2 separate regions of the Rattus norvegicus genome follow, and region 2 is linked to region 1. The links are chromatin contacts, called in public Hi-C maps. All regions are on one chromosome and are shown on one strand. The core of a region is the stretch at or near the end of the contact, and the rest is flanking DNA. Distances in the headings are between cores, read along the strand shown.

Region 1 (6,914 bases), core at 3,651-6,150:
GTTTCCTAGTGATAACCAGGCCTAACTCTTGCCCCCAAAAGGCCCATTCAGATTAGAGTCAAGAAAGTCACTTCAGAGGGCACTTTAAGATCCCAGTATGACTCCCTCAGGCCAGAAAAAGAGACTCAGCCTTACACCATCTCTATAAGGAGTGGCTTTGCCACAGATTCCGTCTCTAACTAGTGGGAACCAGAAGGGGCAGGCAGTAGCAAGGTAATCAAATGTCTGACCTGTCTTGAGTCTCCTTTCTCTTGGAGGCCTCAGTCCTGACCCTAGAGGTGGAGTTGAAAGAGTTTAGTTAAACTCCTTCCCAGAATGCACACATGTATACACACACGCACACACATAGACACAGACAGACAGACACAGACACACACACACACACACACACACACACAGATTCTCTTGTTGACAAGCCTGTATGATGGATATGAAGGAGGGCTCACTCAAAAGGCAGATAAAGCACCAGGTACTTCACTAAGAGTCCCCAAATTGGGTTCAAGTAACAGAATACAATTCTTGAGGTGCAACAGAGCCAATCTGCCAGCCCGAAACTGTCTTTTTTTTTTTTAATTTGCATTGTTATCCTTGCAAACAGTGAGAAACTCTAGGAATTAAAAATGAAAGAATTAAGAGTGAAAGAAAGGCAGAAAACATCCAAAGGGGAGAATTAAAAAAACAAAAACAAAACCCAATAACAACAAAATAAAACAACCTTCAACAAATCAGCAGCAGGGCGACTTAAGGGCAAAGAACTTTCTAGAAACACTCCATTCACTGTTTCACTTGTGGCTTGTCTTCAGTACTCACTACCCTGTCCCCTGACCCAAAGGATGAAAATCAGGAGGGGAAAAAAAGGAAAAAAAAAAAAAAGACAGATGGACAGATGGACAGGCAGAGCACATCCCTCTGTGTCACTGCCTCTGAGACTATTAACACCATGCTGCTACCTGTCAACTGGGGCTGGGCCTTGCTTCCCTTGAGTCCCTGGTTCCTGTCCCTGTAACACTGATTTGCCACGTCAAAAATATAAAAATAAAACTCCTCTACCATCCGATCATTTCCCACGTGTTCAAAGAGAGCAGTCTGGCAGTCAACTTTAAATCATACAGAAAACAAATCTGACAGTTGCTGATTGGATAGTTTTGCTCCTTAATCTGGATTTTGAAAGCAGTTTGCCAATGAACCAAGGTTTCTGCCTGAGTCTCTCCCTTGGGACAGAATGAGGAAACGTTAGCTTCTGTGCGTCTGGTTCTGTTTCAATGTCCTCGCGATGCAGGACACTGTGCTCAGGACAGCACCACTATCTTTAGACCTTACTGCGCATGCTCCTACGAAGGAATCCCCTAGCTTGGGTCCCATTAAAACGGCCTACCCAGTTCCCTGACCACACAGTTCCTTAAGTCAGGCAGAAAGGACTGGAGAGCCCCGGCTATGCTGCGGCTTCTAACAATAACCATTACAACCAGATTCTCCACCAGAGCACGTGGACAACCCTAAGAAGTTCCCGATAATGGAATCTGCCCTCCTGTTGTGTTTGGATGGCACCGCCCCCGTACTGGTTAATTACAACAGCGCTGGGAACCAGAGTAGGCCAACAGGCCCAAACATTACAGAAATAGGCCAGCCTAACTGCAAGCAACCATTTTAATCACAAATGAAAGCATAAACCACAGCACACACTGTACCCCTTGTCGTTGCTACAGTGAGTATCAGGTGCGTTATTCTTGCAGCGGTGGACAGCCAGGAGGAGGAGCTTATCCGAGCTTCCTCAGACCAGACACCCCACTGCCTCCTGGCAGGATAGACTCTGGGTCCTCGGTTAGGCAGCAAGCTAGGAACTCTCCCAAGGGGAACTATGCAGACAACAAGTGGGAACCCACACATTTTGATAAAGACTGCTTAGTCACTTAAATATTTACTTTTTAAGACGAAACTTTTGCAACTCCCCCAAAACACTAGTTTCCTAGGTAAGAATTAATTTGCTTTGGGCCCTCAAGTATTCCTAAACACTTATCTCTCGCTTCCGAAATCGAGAAGACCCAGTCTCTAGAAGATACACTAAGAGGAACAACAGTTTGTATACACACACACACACACACACACACACACACACAAACACACACCAACAATAAGGACATATTCCCTGAATACCACATGTGATCAAAACTAAAGTTTACCGATTTATTCTAATGCACAGATTTATTCAAATGAACCAACCACCTTTGGGTCACTCAAAAATGTCGAGGCCACCACTCTTAAGTCCTAATGGTGAAGGCTGAAATCTCACTTATTTTAGCTCCTTGACACTGGGAAGTCCAATTGGCACTGAGTTTACAGAGCAGTTAAACCCAGCCCAAAACAGCAGGAAAGCACTTTGCTGTGCAGCCAGGACAAGCCAAACAAGAGGCCGCCTGGAAGCACACCGTTCTATTTGGGCCCTTTTCCACACTCCCTTAGCATTCGCTGGGCAAAGAAACCCAAATTAAGGTTTCAGGTGGTTGGCGGTTGCAGCCTTGTTGTTTTTGTTGTTCTCAGAGAGCCAGCCAGATCCTTGTCAATCAAAACAGTTTTCAGAACTGGAGAACCAGAGTTCCATCCCCTAGAAAGTGTACGGATTGGACGGAGGTGAAGAGGGAGACGCCTGACCCACGTCAGAAGGACAGAAGGTCTTCAAGGCACTTAATTCCTGGCCGTTCCAAAAGGACTGTTTTCAAACTGTACAAGTGCTTGCTTCTGCCACCGACCCCATGTTGTTAAATAACACTTGTGTGTAATTAAATAAAAGACCCAGTGTGACCCCCAGCCCGTTTGGAGAGCCACTTTAACATGTCTTCTGAAGACCATACTAGAAATCAAATGCAGGCAGTCTCTTTGGTCCTGTGATTTAGAAAAGGGGGGAGGGGTGCTCCCGTCCTTCATGGCATGCACACTCTCTGTAAGGGAGCCTTCAGGAACCCCTCAAAGCAAGTGAACACAAATACAGGTGTGCAAACATCCAGGTATTCACGTCCCTCCAACCACCCCCTTTTCAGAATCCTTCTGTGCTGGGGACTCTGTCTCCAGACTCCTCTTAGCCCACCTCTGCTCCCTGTTTTCCACGTCTGGATTTAGAATCTCAGGCTGCCGGTGGATGCTGTGATAACAAGAAACAGGCTCCCAGCTCTCTCTACTGCAGCCTTTCTCGATCAGGTTACCCCTGAAGGTCTATGTTTCCCTATTTAATGCAGTCTGGGCCACAGCACTCCAGTCCAGCCCACTGGAACTCGGGATTTTTAGGGTTTCCCTTGAAACCTATCCAGAAACCACAGCCATTAAAAGAACATGAAGGTTTGACACCTCCTGAATTTAGGAATGAGGGGACTCCGGGGGCCAACTCTACAAACTGGCACCTGCTGCTAGATGGCAAAGAAACAGTTACCCCCAGCTACGTGTGAGCTTCAAATTATGCTCTTATTTATTTAGTGACTCGTCTCCAAGGATCTCAAAGCATGAAATGAAGTGAGGTGAAGATGACGTGTAACTTCCTCACTATCTCTCTTCCAGGCTTAAGTCTGTTTTCCTTGCTGGGTCTTTGATGCCTTCCACCATGCAGGCCCTGGCCTTCGTTGCCTCCAGATGAATGTATACTCTCTGTGGTTCTCAGTCGGTGGTTCCAAGAGAGTCTTCAAAGGCTGATAAATAGCAGGGGGGGGGGGGGCTTGCCCTCCTAGACTCACCTGCTCTCCGGCCACCTTTAAACCAGTTGAGCACACTGTGAACCACTAAGGCTGGCTGCTGAAACTCCCTTTGAGTGTGCCATGTGGGCTGTGGGCTTTCCCCTGAGGGCAAGATTCCCCATCATCATCATTACATAGGTATGTACAGGACAGAGAGGGCTGTTTGCCAGAAAGCCTGTTTCTCTCTAAGCCCACAAAATGACTTTGGGTTGGCTGGGGGTTTTTTGTTTGGTTGGTTTTTGTTTTTGTTTTGTTTTGTTGTTGTTGTTATTTTTCTTGTTGCTACCTTAACTTGGATATCTCTCCTTTTTAACTGGATTAAAAAAAAAATCTTACCTTTTCCTTTGCAACGTCCCCCCCCCCCCAAATAAATGCTGTATGGGTTCTGGCAGAAGAACAAACCGAAATTAGAGGGCAGCCAGGCCAAGATGATCTCCGTAGGTCCCCTCCAGCTCTACACTGATTCTCTCTTTAATTACTCCCCAAACAGGCACATTCCTCACATTGCTGCAAACTGACCAGCGACTTCTAACTCTCTCTCTCTCTCTCTCTCTCTCTCTCTCTCTCTCTCTCTTCTCTGTCTCTCCCTCTCTCTGGCTGAAGAGGGTGTGTTTAGAACCCAAAGTTCTCAGTGGCACCAGTACCCCCAAGTATTAACAAGGTATTAACTAACCCAAAAACAGAATGAGGAGGAGGAGGTTGGGAAGGAAAATCAAGAGGGGATAGGAGGAAGAACGTACTCTGGTGCCCAGCAGACTCTAGCCACTCTCCCCAGGTAGGTTCCTCCTGGAGTCTAGGAGTTCAAGTGCATCCAGCCTGCCCTTCCCCCACATGCCCCAAGAGAATGGGAAGTTCAGCCAAGACTCACTCGCAGCACCTGCCTCCAGCGCTAGGCCGGCAGCGAGCCGCGCGGCGGGGGAGGGAGGCTGCACTCACCTGGCACACAAAGCCTCCGTACACCTCGGGAGGAAGGAGGCACTCGGAGGTCCGGGGGCCACCACGCCGGCCAGCGCGACAACGGGAGATTCCAGTGGCAGCGGAGCCCCGAACTTACCCACCCCAGGCGGCATTCTCCCCACCTCCCGCTGCCCCCCGGGCTCAGCGGTGGCGCAGGCTAGGAGCGAGGGGCCTGGCGGCAGGGGCGGGGCGCGCATGGTGGCGGCCCGGGGCTGGCGATCTGCGGGCTGCCCAGGGAGGGAGGTCCCCCAGGCGCGGCGGGGATTCACCCACGGGGCGCGGCGCTGCGTCCCGGTCCCCGTCCCGGCCTGCCCGCCTCTCTCCTCCTCCTGCGCCGCCCGCTCGCCCGCCCGCCCGGAATCGCTTTATGTAAATGAAGCTCAACTCGCAGTTTGCAGCGCGCACCGCCCGAGGAAGGGGGGCGGGCGGGGCGGGGGGCCTTCGGGGATCCACATTACACAGCAACAAAGCGGAAGGTTAATTTGAAACTCACAGCCCCGCAGCCTCTCGGCTCCCCGGGCAAAGCCTGACATCTACAGTCGCGCTGGGCGCAGGCCGGGCTGCTCGCGGTGGCCGCGCCCGCGCGCCTGCGGGGACCTGGGGACATAGACGCACAAACACACAGAAGCAGGGCCGGAGCTGCCGGGCCCCAGCTCCCAGCACCGGCCTTGGAGGCGGCCTGGGCCGCACTGGCCTGGGGACAGGCGCCTTGGCTGCCCTGGCCTGCACCAACCCAGGAACCGGCCGGGCAGGAACAAAGCCGTGTTCCCGCGAGGCACTGACCGCACCGCTCATCAAAAGTCAAAGGCCGGCCTGGAAGAAACGGACGCGCCCTCGGCCACCCCCCAACCCCCCCAAAAATGAAGAAGAAGAACAAGCAGTCGGGGCCTCTGAACCCTGATCCATCAGTCTCTGGGCCCTGTCCACGTCAGAGGCAGGCCACTCTAACATGGGGACTTTAGCCAATGTGGACAGGAATTTATTTGAAACACACACCCATCCTATTAACTGCCTCACAGAGCACTTCTGTTTTTCAGCTGCAGAAACTTACGAAAACATCCCCTACTCTCCATTGAGAGTTTAAGGACAGTTTCTGAGGAGAGAAGAGGAAAGAAGAGGAGAGGAAGAAACGACTAGAAAAGACCAAGCAGTTTGCAGCCATCCGCTGTCAGGAAGAAGACTGTCCTTAGGAGCCACAGAGCATTTCAGACAGGACAAGAAAAGGTGCCCCAGCTCAAGATGACTACCACCAGGATCAAACCAAACAGGGCTACCTCGGCTGGTCAAAGCAACTGCTGGACACTTCCAGGTCCCCCTAAGTTCACCTTTTGCGTGCTGTTATGTAAAGGCAGGCCCCCTTGAAATCTCACCGGAAGTCTCCAGTCCTCTCAGACAGAATTCCACCCTCCTCCTAAATCTAGTCTTCATTCCCAGCATAGAAGACACCTGCTTTTTCTCTTTCTGCAAACCAGCCACCCAGGCTGCCCCGGCAGCCGCCGAGTCTTTTCCTACTGCCCAATAATGAACCATGCAAGTGTTAGAAATATAATAAGCTCACCAGGCGAGGAGCAGAATGTATGGAATCGTATTTGCATTAAACACACACTAAAAGGGAGGAAAGGGGGATGCTTGCTTGGTGAAAACAACAGTGTCCCTGTGTAGAAAGCATTTTTCGGTACAAAAGAATTCAGTTTCAAATCGATGTGAATACCTAACCTGTTGGGTGCAGACTAACCCCCTGTCTATATTTTAGCACCAAATTTAAAAAAAAAAAAAAAAAGATTACAGTTTTTCCCCCCAAGCTAGGGCCTTGGGCGGAAAAAAAAAACTGCCTCTGGGGAATCATGTCCGATTAGGGACAAAGGAGGGCAGAGGCCAAATTTAGTCAAACTTGGGGGTGGGGGAGGGGAGCAGGCTGGGAGGTGGGGTGGGGAGGAGGGTGGAGGATGGGTTTGTGAACCAGAGTGTGGCCACAGTGGACCTGCCTCAGACTGCCTGACCTCAAGGCTCAAGAACAGGTGGTGTTTTCAAAACACAACTGTTATTTATGTTAGCCACACGAGTCAGGAACACCTTAAAGAAAACCAATTAATAATTTAATTGAAAAAGTGATCATGAATAATACATGAAGATGATGGTGCCGCAGTAAGGCGGGCGATGGGGGGCCCCCTCCACTCAGAAGATGCCCCCCACTACTCCCCACACACAGGAAATCTCTTAGGGAAAACAGATTCCAGA
Region 2 (7,009 bases), core at 1,023-3,522, 83 kb before region 1:
AGCTGGAAGTTGGCCTTGAGCTGCGTGTTGTAGCGGCAGAGCTTGCACTGGTAAGAGTCCCCCATCACGGCCTTCCACTCGTCCTCTGAGAGGCTGCGCTCCACGTTCATGTGCAGCCCCAGCATGTCCAGGTTGTCCGTCGTGAACTTGTTGCAGACCGCGCACTGAAAGAGCTTCAGCGATGGGTCGTTGGTCTGGATGAAGCTCTCGCCCAGGTTCATCAGCTCCTCCGACACCAGCTGTCCGCCCCCGAGCCGCATGTCTAGGGGGATCTCACCGCCCACTGTAGGGAAGGTAGAGGAAGACAGTCAGAGGTCAGCCTCGCAGCCGCGGTACAGAAAACGAACCCTGCAAGGTGCTATTGGCGGGACAACAAAATCCCCCTGCTGCTTGCATAGTCTGTGGTTTGCGGAAGGCCCTGAGCCTTCTCTATTCTGAAAAAGAACATCGAGATGAATTTATAGACCGTGATCCCCTGAACAATTTCAATCTGCCCCCTCTCTCTGGATCCAAGAAAAATGCTAAGTCCCCATCAGCCTTTGTGTGCAACAGGATCTGAATGTCCAGACCCCACCCTACCCGCCCCCTGCTGCCAGAATTGGAGATGAACAGAGAAGTCTATAATACCAGGCCTCTAGCAGGAACCAAGAGTGGGCCCACTATTCTTCTACAGCATCACCAAGGAGCAAGACTTCCTGCCATTGAGGTGGGGGGGGGGGGGGGGGAGCCGCGCTTGCTGTCCACACAGCGAGAAACTGAATTTTTCATTGCCATTAATATTAATGTAGATGGCCACAGAGCTGCACGGCTAACTGCACAGATTTCAGTAATGAGCCCTCTGCCCTTCCCAAGGCCCCTCCTGTCAGTAGCCTACCTGTCCATCAGAGCTACCTAACCTACCTTTTACCCTTTCTAGAATGATCTTCCTTTTCCAGGTCCCTGAATCACATGGAATAACGGGTCACAGCTAGCTATACACAAGGCTGCATAGAAGCCGCCTCCCTACCAGGGTGGGAGCACTCTAGGGCAGGAGTCCAGCCTTCCTCTGAATGGCCCAGTCGTGTGAGGGCCTACCCAGTGTACACGTGAGCAAATGTTTTGTGCAACAGACAAGGGTCACAGCCACAGGTCCTGTCACCTTCAGGAGGTGAAGCCAGACAGGCAGCTGCAGCCAAGGGGTCAGCTGGTGCTCCCTAAGGTCTGATAAAAGACCGCCATCCCTTCCCTCTGAACCCCAACCCGTTTTCAGTCCATCGCTGCCCTGAAGAAACCCAGAGAAAGGCTCACCTTCGCTGGTGGTGAACTAACATGACAAGCTCTTACATACACCTCGATTTTGAAAGCCTTGGAGAGAGCCGACCCCCCCTCCACCACCTACACGGTGTACAGCCCTCAGAAGGCTGAGCGTCACCTTCTGGTTCCTACCTTTCCTTAGAACACATGCACACGGGCTACGAGGTCTGCCCCCATCCTCCACCCTCCAATTGATATTTAAAGTTGACCTTTTATATGTGGTTTGACTGAGCTTGTTTTTTTTTTTTTAATTTTTAATAACTGATTAGAATCCCAAGTTAGTGGCTCATCAAAAAAAAAATGATGAAGATGACAGGGGTGGAGACGGGAGAGGGGGAGGGAGGAAGGGGGGGAGAGAGAGAGAGAGAGAGAGAGAGAGAGAGAGAGAAATGGGGGGAGTTTGTATCGACTACAAAAGAAGAGTTCAGTATGGTCGCTACTAAGCTACATTCGAAGTCTTCAGACAATGTGAGAAAACAGAAGTCTTTCACACGTGTATTCCAGAAGGTGCTGGAGGCTTTCCACCTCCAGGCTCTCTTACCGTGTCCCCTAGTAAGAGGAGCCATAACCACGACTTTCTTTTTAGGGTAAGAGGGAAAAATAAGAAAGGGAAAAGAAAGAAGAGAGGGAGAAAAAAGAAACAAAAACAATCCCATCCTTCATAGGGACCAACGCAGACAATATCCACAAAACTACTCAGTGCTCGGTCAAAGGGAAAACTGCCCAGAGAGGCGAGACAAGGAGCAAATGTATATTGTTTCTGATGTGAACCATGTGAAGCATCAAATCTTCCCCAACTCTTCAAACACAGCCTCAGTGCATCTATATACCGCTCTACAGAGAAGATCGGCTGTTGCTTGCTGGATGCCTGGATGAGCATTAGAAGCCCTCGGAAGGAGAGATTTAAGACCTTTCCCATCCCTGGTTCACAGGCCCAGTGGCGAGCGCTGGGCAGAATCGGGGTGACAGAGGGCACAGCAGAACTCCTGCCAAGACTCCACATTGGAGATAGGCCAAGGCGTTAGAATCCTGCAAGTCCACACAGTCAATTCAACTCCAGTGAATTAGATGACCCTCACTTGATCCGCAGGCATTTGGGAGCCTGTCTTGAGTAAGACGGAGGCAGGCCATGCCTCTTGAGCCCTATGTGCGCCTTGGGAAAGACCATGTACCAGTGACAGAGACTCAACTAACTTGGACTTCACAGCTTGGCACAGGAGTCCACTCAGAAGCACGACCTCAAGAGGCATGAATTAAAGGGCACATCCAAAAGGCAAAGGAAGAAGGCAGGTGGCTTCCTAAACCCCAAGCAAGTGCTCTGTTACCAGCAAGATGCCTGGTTACTTGGGAAGCACAAAAGAGACCCGGTGAGCCACTCCTTGATTCTGTGCTAGACCTGAGAGTCTACAGGGATGCTTGGGAGGGAGGTTCATATGGCTTAATATCCTGTCTACAAATGGTGGCAAACCCATTTTTAAGTCAGACCAGACCAAGGGGTGTAACCGCCTCCTCTACATCCTCAAGAACAGAAGCAGATCCAGAGCAAGCATCTGGCCACTAAAGAGAAGGTTCTGTCGGAGAAAGCATGGGTAACCTGGTAAGTAAGAGTGAATTTCACAGAAGCCCTTTCTGCCCCACAGCAGAACCCAATCATATCTAATACCCTAGAGCCACCTCACCGATGGCCTGACCACAGCGCGGCAGGTGCCACTGAAACTTTTCTACTTGCCTATCTTCTTCCTTCTGTGGAGGCCACACCACTTCCTTTGTGAATCTTCTGAACACATCACCTCATCCCCACACCTACTCGGCCTTGCAACACAGAACAACTGTGAGTCTCCTCACCAGGACGGGACCTCATAGCCACAGAAAGGGCAGGGTGCCTCTGAAGACCCACCTCTTCCAACCATGGTGCTCAGAACTCAAGAGGCCTTCCTGACTGAGGCGGGCAAGATCCTCAGAAGGGACAGCTCTACTCTTAGGACATAAAGTGGCTCTTTTCTGTGGGTCTGAAGACAAGGACTGTCCCTTTGCTTCTTTTGTATTTGGCAACTGCGGTGACCCCCTGGGACTTACAGACACTAGGTAGAAAATAGAAAATAAACTAAAAGATGTCCCCAATTGAGGGATTCAAGGAGAAGTCACTCACTTTCAAGGGAACCAGAGACCCTGATTTGTCAGTATGAGTTCATCCCGTTTCTATGTTTCTGTGGTATAAGGGCTACACCCAGTTCCTTCTGAAGATTTGTCTAGTCTACCAAAACATTATTGTCTCAAAGATGGGAAAACTGATTCCTGTTGGAGAGAGGGGGAGGGATGAAGAAGAAGAAGAGGAAGAGGAGGAGGAAGAAGAAGAAGAAGAAGAGGAGGAGGAAGAGGAGGAGGAGAGAGGGAAAGGAGGACATATGGGCTTCAAGGCACTAGGACACAGCACCCACCCTTCCCAGGGTGCACGGGTTCACTCTGGGGACAAAACAGAACAAGGGATTCTTGTGCCCTTGTGGTTGACCAGTCGGTCATTTGGTCATAAAAGATCAACAGGTTAATATTTCAAAATAGAAAACAAGGTTCAAATGTCATGAATTCAAAGGGAAGCAGAGGGCAGGGAGAATGAGATGGATGCTGGGAAACAGCTCCCTTGCAACAGGATACAAAATAAAGAGAGCCGAGTACTGGTGAAATCTGGCCTCCTGGTGCTTGCTTAACCCACACCCAAATCAAGGTATGCACTTGCTTTGTTGCTAAGAACACTATTCATTCCCATGCCAATCATAGGATGCTGCTAACTAACGTTCTCTCTACGGATCCCAGAAGGCCTAGACAGTAGAGTCAGGGAATGGAAGTTAGGTTGGGACCCACTTCATGAGGACAAAAGGGACCTGACCATCATACTAACCTTCAAACAGTGTATTTTCCTGGTCAAAACACTGGTCATGACCCACAGCCCTCAGCACCCAGATCCCACACACTCTTGGTTCTACTATATATGTGTCAAGCTTATCAGTAAGAATTGGCACTGTGGTTTGAAAAAAAAAAGTCCCCAAAGGCCTATGTGTTAAAGACTTGGTCCCCAGCCTGTGTCACTATGGGAAGGTGGTAAACCAGAGATGGGACCCAGTTGTGAATCTTCTAGTCATATGGGACCCTGGCCCCTCCCTCTCCTTTTCAGATCAATCGATCAATGCCCCCCCTCCAAGTATTCCCACTATGATACAAGATCTTGCCACAGGGCCCGGAGCAATAGGACTAACTGACCAAAGACTAAAACCCCCAAAACCATGAGACAAAACTATTTCCCTTTACATACCCATCACCTCAAACACTTGTCACAGTGGCAGAAAGCTGACCTTTAAAACCCTGCAGGTAGGTCACCCAGCTTCTCTAAGATACTGTTTCTCCTGGCAACCCCCACTAAGCTAGTATCCAACTGCTATTGAAACTTAAGCTTTCTTTGATGGACAATATTACAATTTATTCAGTTCTTCATTGATCACAATACTCATGACAGTGTCCCCAGGGCAATTTAATTCCTAATTAATTCCCAACTACACTAATCAACAACTCATCCGAAATAAGAAAGTATAAGAATGTATCTCTTTCATCAAGATCCTCGAAAATACACAAGAGAATTCAGGGAATCCCCCTGGGTAGTTCCCAGCTCGGCACAGAACCAACCTTTGGGTGTTTCAATAAGGTTTGTTACAGCTTCCAATTGCTCCAACTGAAACCATGATTGTCGCTGTTTAAATTATTGAGGATGGTCCCAGCTATAGTTTCCTGTAAGTTTCGATAAATATTTAATGGAACCCAAGAGTTTTGAGTGATTGTGGCAATTTTTCAAATTGAGGAAGAGAAGAGAGAAAGACTGTAAACAGAAAAAGAAGGTTGACCACAAGCCAAAAAAACTGGAGGCAACATTTGAGTTTTAATCCTGGCCCTACGTAGCCAGACTACAATTATGGTTCTGTCCGACCCATAAAATCTTCCATATGTACACATGCGGCGTGGGGAGAAACCCTGGAGGGAAAACTCTGGATAGTCAGACATTTCCATTTAAAAAAAATTGAGATAAAAAAAAATCAAAACCAATTCACACACAGGTCTACCCCAACCAATTCTACATGCTTGGCCCCTGGGAAACTCCTATGGTGAAAACACACAAGCCCGAAGGGAAGGGGTTAGCCTCACCTAGAGCAGGCGTCATGGCGGCCATGGGCCCTGTAGGATCCAGCTGGAATCCACTCATCATGAACTGGGCATCTGAAGCGGTATTGTCCATCTTCAGGTTGGGCAGGTTCATGTTCTGGGCCAGGTAGTACTGGTAGAGCTCGGCCTCGGCGGGCGAGGGTAGGCTGCCGAGGCCCAGGTGGCGGTTGTGCTGGATCTGTGTCATGTTCTGTTGAAGCAGCATCATGTTGTGCATGTGTTTCTCACTGGTCATGTGAATGCGGAGGTTCCTGGCCACGTTGGTCTCGTAATCACACACCTCACACCGCCACGTGGGTTTGGTTTTTGGTTTGGTGGGTGAGGGGGCACCGCAGGAGCTCCCAATGTTGGCTGCGGCCGCAGCTGCGGCCGCGGCGGCTGCTGCGGCCCCGGCGCTGTGGCTGAAGACCTGCTCGCCCCCTCCGTTCTGCAGGTTCTGCATGTTGTTGAGATGTTTGTCAGACTGCATATGAATACTGAGGTTGCCTTTGGTAGTTGTGGAGTAGTTACACACCTCACAGCGGAAAGGCTTGTAACCACACGTGTAGCTCTCGCCTCGTGCCAACCGCGGGTGGGGCTGCCCGCTTTTGCAGTAGACGCAGGAGCCCCCGGGCTCCGGGTGCTTCTCCTTCATGTGTGCCTCCAGTGTCTGCTGGTACTTGTAGTGCCAGTTGCACTTGGGGCACTTGAGCGTCTTACACGAGTTACGAGAATGCATCATGGTCATGTGGCCACCCAGCGAGCGTGAGGAGCCCAGGACCGTGTCACATTTGGGGCATTCCACACCGCTACCTGAGGGGCACTCCCCGACCCCAAGCTCGCAGAGGGAGCCAGCGTGCTGGTGATGAGGGGCAAAGCCCCCATCGTCGCCCTCTGTGCTTTCATTTGGTTCTGGTGCTGTGGCACTGTCTTTATTGGCACTTTCGTCAGCGAAGTCCAGCCTCCTGCCCTCTGCCACGTTGGCCCTGACGCCCTCACTGTTAAAGCTTAAACGACTCCTCCGGTTCGCACCATCAAAGACAACAAAGTTAGAAGCAGAGTTAGAAGTAGTAGAAGCTGTGCCCCTCGACAGGGTCTGGAGCACATTAGGCATTAAGGGGGAGTTAGAAATGCTTTGGTTTGAGAGAGCAAGGTCCTTTTTGCTGCCACCACCTGCCGTGGCCCCAGACTCCTCGGGGGGCCTGTCCTCCAGTTCCTCCTCCAGCTCATTTGGAAAGAGTCCTTTGCAGCCCTCGTCTTCCTCTTCCTCTTCTTCTTCCTCCTCTTCCTCCTCCTCCGCCTCTTCCTCCTCCTCTTCCTCCTCTTCCGCCTCCTCTTCCTCAGCTGGCTCTACTTTCTCGGAGAAGCAGTCCTGATCCCCCACTTCTCGCTTATCTCCTTCAGCTGCCCCAGAGTCCTTGCCCTCTGAGGATTTGGTAGGACTAGAAGCCAGAGGCCCCAGGGGGACTGAGGTAATGGGGGTCTTCAGGACCGAGCTGGTGAGCCCGCCAAGGTTCAAGAGGGTGCTGGG

Evidence for each region. A called contact is a pair of places that touch in the nucleus more often than the background predicts.
Region 2: a contact with region 1 is called in a Hi-C map of liver, with 3 times the contacts expected there. The contact joins the enhancer-like site here to the promoter of Zfhx3 in region 1. A contact is called at or near these places in 4 of 12 Hi-C or Micro-C datasets (Schwann cells, hepatocytes, liver and 1 more) and 1 of 1 datasets of contacts at active chromatin or transcription factors (oligodendrocytes).

What each region holds. Positions count from the first base shown.
Region 1 is chr19:53,549,474-53,556,387 of GRCr8, reverse strand. Zfhx3 (zinc finger homeobox 3) reads right to left here and starts at 4,900. Exons shown (of 10, transcript NM_001427481.1): 1 at 4,656-4,900.
Region 2 is chr19:53,630,229-53,637,237 of GRCr8, reverse strand. It overlaps Zfhx3 (zinc finger homeobox 3), which reads right to left. Exons shown (of 10, transcript NM_001427481.1): 2 at 5,482-7,009; 3 at 1-283. Among named protein-coding and RNA genes, the nearest start is that of Zfhx3, 82 kb to the right of the region's middle. Within about 2 kb of position 2,272, at least 3 of the 93 cell types and tissues checked have an H3K27ac peak or open chromatin away from gene starts, as enhancers often do. A contact at or near this core is called in liver, where this site is marked.